Regions from separate parts of the Mus musculus genome. Here regions 2, 3, 4 and 5 are each linked to region 1. Evidence: chromatin contacts called from public Hi-C, HiChIP or PLAC-seq and promoter capture Hi-C data. All regions are on one chromosome and are shown on one strand. The core of a region is the stretch at or near the end of the contact, and the rest is flanking DNA. Distances in the headings are between cores, read along the strand shown.

Region 1 (2,773 bases), core at 184-2,683:
TACATATTTTACTGATTTAATGGGATTCCCACACATTCGATTTGAAATTGAATGGGAAGCACAGTCCAGCCTAGGAGTGAAGTTCTCTCCTTTGCCTTTGCAGAGTGGCAGGTAAATTCTGACATTAAATGAGCTCCTGAAAAATCATCAGTGGGTGGACACGAGCTCGTGGCAGTGAGTTCCCTGTGCCTTTCCCTCGTGAGGACTCTACAGTTAAGGCAAAAGAGGGTCTATGGCAAAGAGAGTTACCAATGTCTTGTCTCTCAAACCTAAAGCTGTCAGTAAGGCAGGTCCCATCCATTCCTGAGCAGGACTTATAACCCTTTCTTGTAAAGCAGAGAAAGAAATAGAAAGTTGTGTGTTTGCTTGGCTGTTTTTATCATACATAAAAAGAGGAAATTCTTCTATCTAAAGAATCTAAACCAAATATAAACTTTTAAAACTTTTCCTATTTCCAATGGCAAGCTGACGAAAGAGTTGGGCCAGGGTATTTTGGATGATATTTAAATTAAGCAACGAGACCATAACAAATGTTCCTCGAATCAATGAACTCAGCACTAAGACAATCAATCACAAATACATGAAGTTGAAAATTCAACCACTAGAGAACACTACTTAAGCGGGTGGTGGGGGAGGGGGAAGTCACCTGCACATTTCCCTTTAAGGGAGATGTAGGGATGGGTACCCATCCAGGAGTGCTCTTCTGCCTGAGGACACAGCTCTCCAGTGCTGAGCTGTGCCTCCACCAGTTCTGCCTGCCCCTGCCCGCGAAGTCTGCAGTATGTCTCAGCTATTAGCCTGCACCATTTCAGAGATGCAGCCAGCCACTGCTAAATCGCAAACTTCAGAAATCTCAGCTAATGCAGCAGAATATCAAGTCTGCGGGTTGTTTTCCTGGTAGACAAATAATCCCAATGAAATTTAATGACCTCAAGACAGGCGCAATGGAAGACGTTCCCGGGCTGGTCCCCCGATTAAGATGCTAATTTAATGTTTTACTAGAAGTTGAGTCTTCTCAATGAATATTCAAAGAGAGTGAAATTCTGCTAGTAAAAAAAAAAAAATCCAAATAACATATTGCATATTTTGACCAGACCAAGAGGAACCCGATCATATTTGCACAATTTCCCTGTAGTGCTTTTCCTAGCCCCGCAGCGATTCCAGTTGAAAAGATTAATCGTGAAAACAACAGAATCAAAGTTTTGCGCGGAGCCCCCCTGCAAGTTTTAAATCATTTGCTGTGTACTTACATGAATTCCCAGCTTCCACTCTGTTCCAATTTTGAGTAGACAACAGAAGTAACATCTTGAGAACAGCTCCAGCGACAGATCCCATATTCATAATTTTTGAGCTCCCCAAAATATCTCGAGTGGCTCTCAGAGCGCTGGAGACAGGTTCTCCTCAGTCCTTCACCCAGCACTGACTGGGTCTTCAGTATCTCTAGCTCTCTGGATCTCTTTCCTCCCCCTCCCTCCTCTCACGCGCGCGCTCTCTCCTCCTCCTCTCCCTCCTCCCTCCTCCCTTGCTCCTCCTTCCTTCTCTCTCTCCCTCTCCTCTCTCTCTTTCTCTCTCTCTTTCTTCCCCACCCTCCTTCTCCCCTGCCCTCAGTACTGGTTCCTCACAGAAAAGCAACCAGCTTCTGTCCTAACAAGCTTACACACTGCTGCCGAGGCCACGCCCACTCCTCGCACCGGTCTTAGAAATTTGCCCCAGCATCCTTCCTCCTCCAAAAAGCACAGCAGCAGCCAGCAGCTTTCTGAGCTCCGCAGCGGCTGCAGGTGATGGAAGCTGGACCTGGAGGCGCTGCCCGCTGCCCGCTGCTCCTGGCCTCCTCGGGGCTCCCTCCCCTCCCCTCTATTCTCCAATAAGCTTTAACCCATTTTGTGCCCTGCCACCCTTTGGGGTGAGGAAAGCAGCCAGGCAAGGAAGCCTTCTGATTTTCCGCAGGTCTTGTATTTGGCAGTACCAACCAACATAGTGAGCTATTTCCTGATTGCCCGGGAGTGTATCCAGGTAAAACTGCATTATGTTTCAAAACAAAAGCATAAAATAAGACAGAAATAACGAAGCAAGCGTTGGTGAATTGTAGCTAAAACTGTCCTCCGGGAAAACGCGTGCTGTTTTTCTCTGTTTCTATAAAACTATTGCCTTGTGCTCCGGTGCCAGGATTTTATTACGGAAATTCCTCACATGGGAACAGACATTCCTGCTTGGCAGATATTTAAAAATCATCTGATAATAGTCTGCGAGAAATTAACATTTCTTATTTTAGTTGGTGCTTCAGGAATACAAATCCACCCATGAAGAGTTCTCTGAGTAGACTGAGTTTTATGAAAGCATCCTTCTGGAAATAGGCAGCATTCCATAATCATGTTTCTTAATAGTAATTCCCAGAGGGCCCAAAATGGAAAATTATGGAATACTGAAAAAGGGAACCCCCTCCCATATGTGTGTGCGTGCACACACACGTGAGTGCACACACAGGTACACACTCACGCGCACACATTCACACACTGACAGGAATACATACTCACTTATACACACTCACAGGCACACATGCATGCACATATACATGTGCACACACATGCATACACTCACACACATATGCACACACTTATACATACTCACAGACATACAAATGGGTGCAACACACACTCAGAAAATCAACAACTACAGAGAATATTCTTCCAGTGGCCACTCCCTGGGCACTATTGCTTGTGTAGAATATTAAAGCACTCAAATGATAAAGTTAAGACCCCATACAGAGCGGCAC
Region 2 (2,773 bases), core at 196-2,695, 480 kb after region 1:
ATAAAGCCCTCATTTTATATTTTTATGGGACTTTTTTTTCCTTGTATAAATTCCCATTTACCTGCTGCTAACAAAGGAGTAGTTTAACTCAGGTACAAACCAGAAAAACTACAAAACTGAGAGGAATTCAGGACTATATCAGCAAGAAGAGATCAGCCATGGTCTCCCGTGTCCTCCTAAATACCAGCATGCCATAATTACTTTGAAATTGAGAGGTTACCCGGTACTTTTCTTTAAATATTATTCTCACCTTCACATTGGTGTCCGGACAGAAATGATTAAAGGAGAGACTGGTGCAATGGACACAGCCACAACCCCAGAATTTAAGAGGATTCAACGTTTAAGTCCAGGCTTTGTGGGACCCCGCCTCAAAAACAAATAAACTGATTAAATAATCCTCAGGGACAAAGTTGAACTGGGAAGGAAGATCAAGTTCAAGGCTGTTGCTTCAATAGGGAAGACAGAGCAATCTTATGTCCAACGAAGCAATGAGTGAACAGAAGAGTTTTTTTAAAAACCTAAGTTGCCAGGGCTGGAGAGATGGAGCCTCAGCCTTTAAGAGCACTCTCTGCTCTTTGGGAGGACCTGAGTTCAGTCTCCAGACATCACCTATTTCTGATGGCACGAAGCCACCTGTATAATTCTCTCTCCAGGGACTCCAGTGCCGCCTTCTGGCCACCTCAGGCACCTTCACTTATGTGCACTTACGTGTCCTACGCCTGTGCACATAGTTCTAAAATAATAAAACTAAATCTTTAAAAGCCTTGAGGTGGGGGAGGGGCTGAAGAGATTACTCGGTGGCTGCAGAGGGCTTGCCACACAAGCATGAGGGGTCCCGAGGTGAATCAATCAGGTTCCATATTAAAGAAAAGGGCAAACACAGCCATACATACCTGTGGTCTCACCACTGAGGGAACAGGCACAGGCGTGGGAAGCCTGTAGTTTAGTGGCCAGCCAGTCTAATGGAACCAGTGAACCCCAGGCTCAGTTTGAGACCTAAAAGACTAAGATAGAGATTATTGAAGAAGGTACTTACTGTTGGCCTCTGACCTTCACATACAAGTGCACCCATGTATGTGCACACACACACACACACACACACACACACACACATGGGTAGGGAATACCATAGTACTTAATAGCTGTACCTTACAGAAAGGGAAATAAATGTTCCCTTATCTTTCTAACAGCAATGGTCTTACAGCTAGGATTAAAATTCTGGATTTAGGCTCCCACCACACAGACTCTGAGAAATAGGGATGCTAGCTCCGTGATTATTAAATTTCAAAGATCCTTAAGAATTACAGTCCTTGGCCCTGGCTGGAGGCAGCCAGAGACTATTTACATCTCAAAGAGGCAGAGAAGGAATTTACAATTACCATTCTTCATGTGCAAATGCTCAAAGAAAAGGGGAGGTCAAGGGCCAGGAATTAGAGAGAAACTGGTACAAAACCTCCCTGGAGCTGCTGGGACCACTAAGGCTGCCTTGGTCAATATCTGTATCATCAGGGCATCCGTATTTCTCTGAAACTTGAAGTCTGCGAAGGCTTTCTCATCTGGCTCCTCATTTTCATCTCCATACACATTAAGATTCATTCTGAAGATGACTTAACCAAGAGTTCAAAAGGTCAGGCCGTTGGCCTTGGGTCTCAAGTTCTCAAAAGCAACAACCCAGAAACACACCCCCCATCTCCCGACCTTTGAGTTCAGTGCATTTAAAACGTCAGTCTATGCTATGGACACCACCCCAACTCTGCAGGGTGGAGGTCACCAGCTGACTAGGGTCCCTCAAACCCCACTCTAGTTATAAAATGAAGCATTGGAGTTTAACAGAGAACTATAAAAAAGACAAGCTGGGTGGGACTGCTGTGGTACCTTTCAAGAAAACAGAAACCAAGGGGCTGAGAAGATGGCTTGCTGCTCTTGCAGAGGACTAGAGTTTAGTTCCCAACATGAGCATCAATGATTTACCATGGGCAACTCCATCTTCAGGGATCCGACACCCTCTTCTGGCCTCCAGAAGCATCCACACCCATGTGCACATGCACATGGAGAAACACACACACACACACAAATAAATATAAAGGAATATTTTTTAAAAAAATAAAATCAAAACCATGAATGGAGATTGCCTGAGTTTATTGCTGTGAAAAGACACCATGACCAAGGCACCTCTTATAAAGGCAAACATTTAACTGGGACTGGCTTACAATGTCATGGGATTAGTCCATTATCATCATGGTGGGAAGCAAGGCAGCATGCAGGCAGGCATGGTGCCGGAGGAGCCAAGAGTTCTACATCTTGATCCCAAGGCAGCCAGGAGAAGACTGTCTTCTGCAAGCAGCCAGGAAAGAACTATGATTCCACACTGAGTGAAGCTTGAGCATAGGAAACTTCAAAACTCACCTCCAATGACACACTTCCTCCAACAGAGCCACACCTAACTCCAACCAGGTCACACCTCCTAATAATGCCACTTTCCTGTGGTCCAAGCATTCAAATATGTGAGTCGTCTATGGGGAGCCGGACCTACTCAAACTACCACAGTGTACACACTGTAACAGCAGCATTTGGAAATCAGACAAAGGAAGATCAGAAGGTAACATTGGCTAGCAAGTTCCAGGCCAACCTGGGCTATGTGAAGGAATAAAAGAAAGAGAGAGAGAGAGAGAGAGAGAGAGAGAGAGAGAGATCCATTGAGACACAGAGAAATCCATTGAGTCAGTAGGTGGCCTTGTAATTACAACAGAAGAAACACTGGCCCCTCAAAAGG
Region 3 (2,773 bases), core at 152-2,651, 440 kb after region 1:
CCTAGATCCAGCCCATGTACGCTCTTTGGTTAGTGGTTCAGACTCTGAGAGCCCCAAGGGTCCAGATCAGTTGATTCTTTTGGTCTTCCTGTGGAATCCCTATTCCCTTAGGGGCTGCAATTCTTCCTCCTATTCTTCCATAACAGTCCCCAAGCTTGGGGCTGGAGAGATGGCTCAGCAAGTAAGACTGCTCTTCCAAAGGTCCTTAGTTCAAATCCCAGCAACCACATGGTGGCTCACAACCATGCGTAATGAGATCTGCCACCCTCTTCTGGTGTGTCTGAAGACAGCTATAGTGTACTTGTGTATAATAATAAATAAATCTTTGGGCTGGGGCGAGTGGGGATGACTGGAGTGAGCAGAGGTCCTAAATTCAATTCCCAACAACCAGATGAAGGTTCACAACCATCTGTACAGCTACAGTGTGTACTCATATTAAAGAGAGAAAGAAAGAAAGAAAGAAAGAAAGAAAGAAAGAAAGAAAGAAAGAAAGAAAGAAAGAAAGAAAGAAAGAAAGTCCCCAAGCTCCATCCACTGTTTGGCTGTGGGTATCTGCATCTATGTGAGTCCTTTGGTGGGTGGAACCCCTCAGAGGACAGTCACAGTAGACTCCTGCAAGTATACGTGTCTGCAAGCATAATAGAGTATCACTAATAGTGTCAGGGGTTGGTTTTTGTCTATGGGATGAGTCTCAAGTTGGGCCAGATATTGGTCGGCCATTCCCTCAGTCTCTGCTCCATCCCCAATCCCTGCATTTCTTGTAGACAGGATAAGTTTTGGGTTGAAAGTCTTGTTGGTAGGTTGGTGTCCCTACCAATCCACCAGAGTTCCAGCCTGGACACAGAAGACAGCCTCCCCAGGCTCCATGTCCCCAATGCTGTAAGTCACAGTTAAGACACCCCCATTGGTTCTCGGGTGCTTCCCCTATCACAGGTCTCCATCTCTTCCTGGAGACCCTCCCTCCCCCCTCCCCCAGTCTGTTACAGATTTCCATTCATTCTCATGGCCATCCGGCCATCGCCCCTGCCCCTCCCTACACCAAATCCCTAACCCCCTCACTCCTCTCCTGATCCCCTCTCCCACATACTTCTCTCCCTCCATCGGCTTTCCGCAACCATTTCTGGGCCGGATTTTTAATTATGTGTTATACAATGTTTATATACAGCCCGTTCACAGTCTGTATGATATTATCCTCACAAGAATCGGAATGAGAGTAAGTACTTGGATTAGCCCAATTATCAATGAATGGATCTGGGTTGTGATTGGTTAAGAAGCTACACCTTTGGTTGATGTGGATTGCTAAACCCTCTAGGGTTTGCATTGGCAGCCCCGTGTGTCTCTGTCCTTAGTCCTGAGACTCACTAGGAGAAAGCTGTCTTGTCATCTGGAACCATGCCTCCAAGCTTTGCATTGGCAGCCTCGTGTGCCTCTGTCCATGGTCCTGAAAACCACTAGGCAAGAGCTGTCTTATCGTTTCCAGCCTCTGGTCTCCCAATCATGGTCGTGTTCTACTCTTTCTTGCACGAAGGACCAGCATGCTGTTTCTCCCCGGTAGATCTTTGACCCCCAGGAGCTTCTAGGCTGTAGAGCATTTCACCTGCTTCTTAAAATGTCTCGACTTAACTTCCAAATTTCAACCCATATTAAGACCAACACAATATCCCACAGAGGGAGGTAACACTATTTCTGTGGTTGTCCCATCCATGCACAACCAAGAAAGTTTGTTGGTCACTGTTGTCCCCAAGACGTTCTACCTTTGCAGGGTGATAGTCCACTCCCCACACTGTCAGATACCCTCCTTCAAGTGAAGATAATGCTGGATTGCATCCCCAGCCCTTGCTAAGCATCTTTATTTCACAGGGGATGCACTCACTTGCTATGGCTCATTACATCACACATGGAAATAAAGGCCATATTGACTTCCTTTTAGTTCTGTCCAGTTTATTTTATATGTGTCCTTTAAGGCCGTTTTAAAATTAAAACCTGGTCTTATTTAAACTTTGGAGTCCAATCTAATAATAAATGGTATGCTTAACCTTGAATCCTAGTTTATAATGTTTTATATAGTTTTTATTATTATTTCAGAATGTTCTCTAGTACAGAAAATTGATAGCAAGATTAGTTGGCATTGTTCTCATAACACAGAGAAAGGCTACTCCTGGGATCACCTGAAAGTTTCTCTTCAACATTGCCTTAAGCGCGATATTAATCAGAGAAGTACATTAGGATTGTGCTATTGTTTCTATAAAAGTTAAAACAATTTAAACAAATCATTTATGCATCATTAAAAATAAAAAGGCTGGCAAGCTGGCTATTGGGTAAAGATACTGGCCACCAAGCCTGACAACATGAGTTCGATTCCCAGGACCCTCTTGATACCTGCAAGTAGTCAGTCCTCTGCCTTCCACATACCGCCATGACACGCACATGTGCTCGCTCTCTCGCTCGCTCGCGCTCTCTCTCTCTCTCTCATGCACACATACACACACATAAATAGATGTAATTTAAATTTATCAGAGCTTCTTGCCTCTGATAAAGGAATGTCAGAACAGAATGGTAAATTGGCAGAATATAGAATTAAGAAATGGAAAAGACTTTAAAAAAAAGAATTTTTAAAAATCTCAAGGACTGTCCTTTTTGGAGGACTGATTCACACTTCTGCTTGACTCAGTAACTGTCTCCTTCAAGAGTAAGGATGCACCCATTGCCGTCTGTGACTAATGTGTGCTAATAAAAACTTTTACATGATTCCATCTCTAGTGTGTGGGTTAGC
Region 4 (2,773 bases), core at 100-2,599, 370 kb before region 1:
TCTTTTTGTATATCAAGTCAATAAAGCTACCCCTGATATTTCTGACCTTTCTCATACACCAGTGTGTCCCCAAGGAAATAAAGACCCAAGCCTGGGAAACACTGCTATATATAAATTAGATGAATGAAAAATGAGGTAATTTATATGAACACACACACACACACACACACACACACACACACACACACACATATATAACTGTCATGCTATTGTATGTTTACAGGTACATATACAGTAAGAAAATTATGAGATAAATCGATTTATCAATATTCAATTGTTATGCATTTCTTTTACATGTGATACATATATTCATATAGGATCCCATGTATATTTATTATGTCCATTTAAAGAGGAAGTTGATTGATAGGATGCTGTGTAAAAACAAATTATAATTTGATCCCAAGATCAGCTAGCTAACAGCTGTGTAACTGTGTGACCTTGAACATGTTAGTCAACATTTTGGAGACTGGATACTGGCAGTGGTGGTGGTGGTGGTGGTGGTGGCGGCGGCCCGTGCGCATGCCTGTGTGTGTGTGTGTGTGTGTGTGTGTGTGTGTGTGTGTGTGTGCATATGCATATATGTGTGCCTGAAGTGTGGATTAGATTAACACTTGTTTGTAAATGTTTATCACTGACTATGCCTAATGTAAGGCACTTAAGAATTTTTTCACATTTCAAGGAATCTCCAATGCATGCCTGCAAGCATATTAATATATTCGTATACTACAGGCCAGGAAATGGTCCAACTGCTTCCTGTTCAAAAGCACTCTTACATGTATGTTGGAACTGCTGATGTCTTAGATAAAGACAAGAATGTGATGAGCTGGAGAGATGACACTGCCTGACATCATGACATGAGCTACATAGAGTTCAAGACCAGCCCAAACCCCACATAGCTCAAGACCAGACTTGGCTACACTGCAATACCATTTCCCCCATCCATAAGTTCTAATTTGAAAAGCATGAAAGTGATTTTCTTAATAGCTAATTATCTAAAACCTGATATTCTTACACTGTCGATTTTTCTAAGCATTCAGAGATATTTTTAATAAACCATGAGGATGTCTATACTGATTCTGTTCAACCAAATAACCTAATCACTGAATTACAGAAAAAAAAAAAAACATTACCTTCAAGCATGTTTTTGTCTAAAACAAAGCCTATGGATTTTTAAACAGTGACCTCCACAAGAAGGAAGCTTTTAGACACCTGCTACTGAGACTTTAACTACATGCCCTCTTGTGATCTGATTGCTCAACAACCATTAATAAATTTCTAGGCTAGGACCCAAGATTCTATTTAGTCCTGTAATTTACCAAGCGTCACTTGCATTCAACGTGTAGGCAACAAGCCAAGAAAAGCAACAAACATTTTCCTGATTCACTTGCCAGCTGGCTCTCAGGACAGAATGGCCAACTACCAAGGAATTGCTATTACTCAATCACTCAAGAAAATAAAATTAATTTCTTGCTTAGTGTACATACTTCTTACTGTTGGAAAATTACCCTAAGAAGAATCTAATTGTCACTGGGAAACACTTTTTTCATTGCACCGAGCATCCGTCTGGAAAGTCTGCGATAGAGAAGTGTAGAAGTCTCTGGCAACAGAGACTTAAGACTTAATATAATGATTGGTATGTGGCTGTTAACTTTTTCTCCTTGAAAGTGTTGACGATCATTTTCGTTCTCTGGGTAAATCGTTTGCTTTCATTTACAAGCAGCACTCATTAAACACTGGCATCTCTATAGAGCTCTCTTACATGTATGCATAAGGCATGAAGACATTTGCATACCTACAGAATGTTCTAGGGCTAGAGAGATAGCTCAGTGACTGCTCTTCCAGAGGTCCTGAGTTCAGTTCCCAGCAACCACATGGTGGTTCACAACCATCTGTAATGGAATCCAATGCCCTCGTCTAGTGTGTCTAAAGACAGCTACAATGTACTCTCATATATAAATAAATAAATAAATAGATAAATAGATAAATAAGTAAATAAATAATTCTTTAGAAAGATATGTTGTAAAATTACTTTGAACTCCGCAATTAATCAACCCCTTTATGCAATTACAATGAAAACAAAATCCTGTTCATTTTTATAATTTATTAATGTCATAATATTCTGAAACCCATGACTCATGCTTTTATAAGTGGAACTTGAGATCAGACTGATATGAGAAAACCACTAGTCATAGCTACATGCAAAAAAAAAAATAGCTTAAACTCCTGGGTGATCTTTTCTCCAGCTACCGCTATTTTGGCAGACTTCCACTTTTAGTATTCAATAATAATTTAGCTCCTGGAGATTGCTTACCCCTTCCAACATTCCACATCATTCAACCCGGACTTGGGAAAGGCGGGAGGGGGGGGGGGGAAGGGGGGGCACTGGGGAATGGAACTAGCAAATCTCTCAACAGAAAATACTTTAAGTATCCAAAAATCTCTACTTTTCAAGTGCACTAGAAACCGTGTGTCTTGGTCACGGCTCTATTGCTATGAAGAGACACCACAACCAAGGCACCAAGGCAACTCGTGTAAGTGCGTTTAACTGGGGGCTGGCTTACAGTGCCAGAGGTTCAGTCCACTATCATCAGGACGGGAAGCATGGCAAGCAGGCAGGCTGGTGCTGGGGAGGGAGCTGAGAGTTTTGTATTCTAATCTAAAGGCAGAGAGACGCTGACAGCGGGCTTCTTGGCTTGGCCCTTTAAACTCTCGAAGTCTATACCTAGCAACACACCTCCTCCAACAAGACCATGCCTCAGCCTTTCAATTACTG
Region 5 (2,773 bases), core at 202-2,701, 300 kb after region 1:
CTTATAGAGGGTGCTAGAAACAGGAGAGAAGAATTCTGACATGTGCAGGAATGGAGAGAAAAATTTATAAGCAGACCAGTGGTGGAGAAGAAACAGATAACTCGGGTTCTGATCTAGCGTGCATCCTTCCGTAGCCTTTCTCTCCCCACCCCTTAACAGACTATCCCTAGCATCACCTAGCAGCAAGTAACAGTTTTATCTATTCAGGCATCAAATGTCATATCTGTCTGTTTCACTGTATCAGTCAGCAAAATGCATGTCATTCAAGTAGTCCTAAAATTATTAAGTGCTTAATAAGACCCTATGCAATTCACTTTTCTTTCTTTCTGTTTTTCCTTTTTTTTTTTTTTTTTTTTTTTTAGTTTGTTTGTTTGTTAAGACAGGGTTTCTCTGTGTAGTCCTAGCTGTCCTGGAACTCACTCTGTAGACCAGGCTGGCCTTAAACTCAGAGCTCCACCTGCCTCGGCCTCCTGAGTGCTGGGATTAAAGGCGTGTGCCTCCACTGCATGGCAAAAGATTTGTAATTTGTTTGTTTGTTTGGGGGTGTTGTTTGTTTTGTTGCTTTTGCTTTTGCTATTCCTGCCCCCAGGACAGAGTCTCACTATATGGCTCTGGCTGTCCTGGAACTCATGATGTAGACCAGGCTGGCTTCAAACTCACAGAGCTCCACCTGCCTCTGCCTCCCAAGTGCTGGGATGAAAGGTGGTGTGCCACCATACCCAGCTGCAATTCACTTTTCAAAAGCAAAAACTACAGGGTTAGGAATCTGGTTTCGTAGGTAAAGGGCTTGCTGCACAAACATGAAGTCCTAAGTTCAGATCCCTGGTCAAATAAATAAATAAATAAATAAATAAATAAATAAATAAATGGCATGAGGCATGGTAGCACGTGCCTATAATCACAAGATGACAAGACTCCCTGGCAAGCCAGTCTAGCCAATCAGTTAATGTCTAGGTTCAGCAGCATCAGTTGCTTCCAAAATTAAGGTAAAGAGCAATAGAGGAAGTCACTAGACACAGATCTCTGGCCTGCACATGCGTGTGCATGGGTGTGCATACCTTCATGTGTACACATGTATAAGAGTAAAAACCACTTTTATCATAAGAAAAAAATTCTTTTAACTCTCTCTGAAAGGTCAACTCTTAAAAGACACCTGAGGTGAGGTGAAATTCGAGAAAGTATTAAACAGTTACATAGGGTCTTACCAACTTCTTTTAAAAATCTCATTATGTGCCTGTGAATGGCTGTGTGCACAAGTGTGCAGGTGCCTGTGTGTGCCTGTGAATGGCTGTGTGCACAAGTGTGCAGGTGCCTGTGTGTGCCTGTGAATGGCTGTGTGCACATGTGTGCAGGTGCCTGTGTGTGCCTGTGAATGGCTGTGTGCACAAGTGTACAGGTGCCCCCAGAGGCCAGAAGAGGAAGCCTGATCCCCCGGAGCTGGAGTTGCAGGCAGGGAAGAGCTGTCTGCTGCCTGTGCCCTGAACTGTGTGCCTGCGTGTGCTCAGCATCTCTCCAGCCCTTCACTTTTACTCAATTCAGAATAAGTGGGATTTTGCATATCAGAGGCAGTCGGCGGGACTGTGGGATATGCATGGCATAAGAGAAACGCTGACAATTAATGGAAGGTCAGAGAGTAGTATCCAGGATGAGAATTCAATAAAACTTTCATTCTCGTGGATTTTACTTCAGGAATCTCGTTATTTCCTCCCCCACCCCTCAGTTCAAAACTCTACAGTAGGGAGCTGTGCACAGTCGTAGTGACATCAAATCCAAGCAATATCGAACTGAATTTCAACTGTCCCTTCGAGCAGCTTTAAGCCCCAGAATGCCGGGATAGACAGTATAACCTCCACTCGGAATAACAAACAAATCCCCCCGGCTGTATCCACTTCCACCCTGTGCACTGACTTGAATCCCTGGGAAAAGGGAAGCAGGCTACATGACAATTTCAAAAATAGCCAGAGATTGGAAAATTAATGCATCAAAGAGCATGTTGTTTGGGCCTTTTGTCTAAAGGGCAAGTGCAGATAAATGGGAATTTGAAACTGCCTGTGCCATATATAGGGATTTGTTTCCTGCACAAAACTCCAAAGAAAACAGGGCATTCAGATGGTAATGAAGAGAGGGCCTGGGTGTAGATAATAGTGTGTTAAACTTGGATAGGCTAATTGTGCGTTTTCATGTGAATCAGCCTCCTGCTAAGACTCATTAGGAATGCACATTAAAGATATAGACAAGTGCGCCGCCTTTTAATCAAGTGTCTTATTTCTCACAACTATTAGGATTGTGAGCATTTCTGGCTAAGTGCAATTTTTGGCTGAAAGCTTAATGGTGCAGCCTGGAAATCTGATTCTATTTCAAAGCTGCAGGAATATCACCACACGAGGGTGAATGGGGAGGAAACTGGAGGCTGGGGGGAGTGGGCTAGAATAGGAATTGATCAATTTCTTTCTTTTCTCTTAACTAAATAAGCCGAATTCTCACTTGGAATCCATACAAATCCCTTGGCAGAATATCAGTCTACAGATGGTGCCAGGGAAATGACAGGCAGCGACCACAGCAGCAGTGCTTAGGAGACATGTAAGGGGACGTGATGGCGAGAGAAAGCGTATGGAGCCCAGATCTCCAGCCACTGCCTCAAATAGAGTGAATTCATATACAGGGTGATTGGCATTTAGAACAGCAAAGAAAGACCTATAGGATTTTGATCAAGGATACAACAGGAGAGCCACACATAATTAAGATCATTGAGAAGTTAAAATTGTGCTGGAGA

The links. Promoter capture Hi-C pulls out the DNA fragments that hold promoters and counts their contacts. Hi-C and Micro-C count contacts between places; a contact is called where the count stands out from the background. HiChIP or PLAC-seq counts read pairs in DNA pulled down with a chosen protein or histone mark.
Region 2: a contact with region 1 is called in an H3K27ac HiChIP or PLAC-seq map of embryonic stem cells, with 5 read pairs. The contact joins the enhancer-like site here to the promoter of Cntnap4 in region 1. A contact is called at or near these places in 1 of 39 promoter capture datasets (embryonic stem cells), 6 of 115 datasets of contacts at active chromatin or transcription factors (embryonic basal ganglia, embryonic forebrain, embryonic limb bud and 3 more) and 1 of 9 other capture datasets (adipose tissue).
Region 3: a promoter capture Hi-C map of second pharyngeal arch cranial neural crest shows a contact between it and region 1, with 5 times the contacts expected there. The contact joins the enhancer-like site here to the promoter of Cntnap4 in region 1. A contact is called at or near these places in 7 of 39 promoter capture datasets (embryonic stem cells, hippocampal neurons, liver and 3 more), 3 of 115 datasets of contacts at active chromatin or transcription factors (embryonic basal ganglia, embryonic forebrain and embryonic stem cells) and 1 of 9 other capture datasets (embryonic stem cells).
Region 4: an H3K4me3 HiChIP or PLAC-seq map of embryonic basal ganglia shows a contact between it and region 1, with 3 times the contacts expected there. The contact joins the enhancer-like site here to the promoter of Cntnap4 in region 1. A contact is called at or near these places in 3 of 39 promoter capture datasets (embryonic stem cells, liver and trophoblast stem cells), 2 of 484 Hi-C or Micro-C datasets (cortical neurons and nephron progenitors), 7 of 115 datasets of contacts at active chromatin or transcription factors (SST interneurons, embryonic basal ganglia, embryonic forebrain and 4 more) and 1 of 9 other capture datasets (adipose tissue).
Region 5: a Hi-C map of cortical neurons shows a contact between it and region 1, with 2.5 times the contacts expected there. The contact joins the enhancer-like site here to the promoter of Cntnap4 in region 1. A contact is called at or near these places in 2 of 39 promoter capture datasets (hippocampal neurons and trophoblast stem cells), 3 of 484 Hi-C or Micro-C datasets (cerebellar granule neurons and cortical neurons), 5 of 115 datasets of contacts at active chromatin or transcription factors (astrocytes, embryonic basal ganglia, embryonic forebrain and 2 more) and 2 of 9 other capture datasets (adipose tissue and pancreatic islet).

The regions. Positions count from the first base shown.
Region 1 is chr8:112,568,703-112,571,475 of GRCm38.p6, reverse strand. It overlaps Cntnap4 (contactin associated protein-like 4), which reads right to left and starts at 1,433. Exons shown (of 24, transcript NM_130457.2): 1 at 1,251-1,433. The coding sequence starts at 1,341. It overlaps Gm26994 (predicted gene, 26994), which reads left to right and starts at 1,901. Exons shown (of 6, transcript NR_132433.1): 1 at 1,901-2,013.
Region 2 is chr8:112,091,638-112,094,410 of GRCm38.p6, reverse strand. No RefSeq gene overlaps it. Among named protein-coding and RNA genes, the nearest start is that of Gm22827, 31 kb to the right of the region's middle. Within about 2 kb of position 1,445, at least 5 of the 459 cell types and tissues checked have an H3K27ac peak or open chromatin away from gene starts, as enhancers often do. A contact at or near this core is called in embryonic stem cells, where this site is marked.
Region 3 is chr8:112,127,654-112,130,426 of GRCm38.p6, reverse strand. No RefSeq gene overlaps it. Among named protein-coding and RNA genes, the nearest start is that of Gm22827, 67 kb to the right of the region's middle. Within about 2 kb of position 1,401, at least 44 of the 459 cell types and tissues checked have an H3K27ac peak or open chromatin away from gene starts, as enhancers often do. A contact at or near this core is called in second pharyngeal arch cranial neural crest, where this site is marked.
Region 4 is chr8:112,935,082-112,937,854 of GRCm38.p6, reverse strand. No RefSeq gene overlaps it. Among named protein-coding and RNA genes, the nearest start is that of Gm45904, 14 kb to the right of the region's middle. Within about 2 kb of position 1,349, at least 16 of the 459 cell types and tissues checked have an H3K27ac peak or open chromatin away from gene starts, as enhancers often do. A contact at or near this core is called in embryonic basal ganglia, where this site is marked.
Region 5 is chr8:112,268,444-112,271,216 of GRCm38.p6, reverse strand. No RefSeq gene overlaps it. Among named protein-coding and RNA genes, the nearest start is that of Gm39253, 27 kb to the left of the region's middle. Within about 2 kb of position 1,451, at least 33 of the 459 cell types and tissues checked have an H3K27ac peak or open chromatin away from gene starts, as enhancers often do. A contact at or near this core is called in cortical neurons, embryonic basal ganglia and embryonic forebrain, where this site is marked.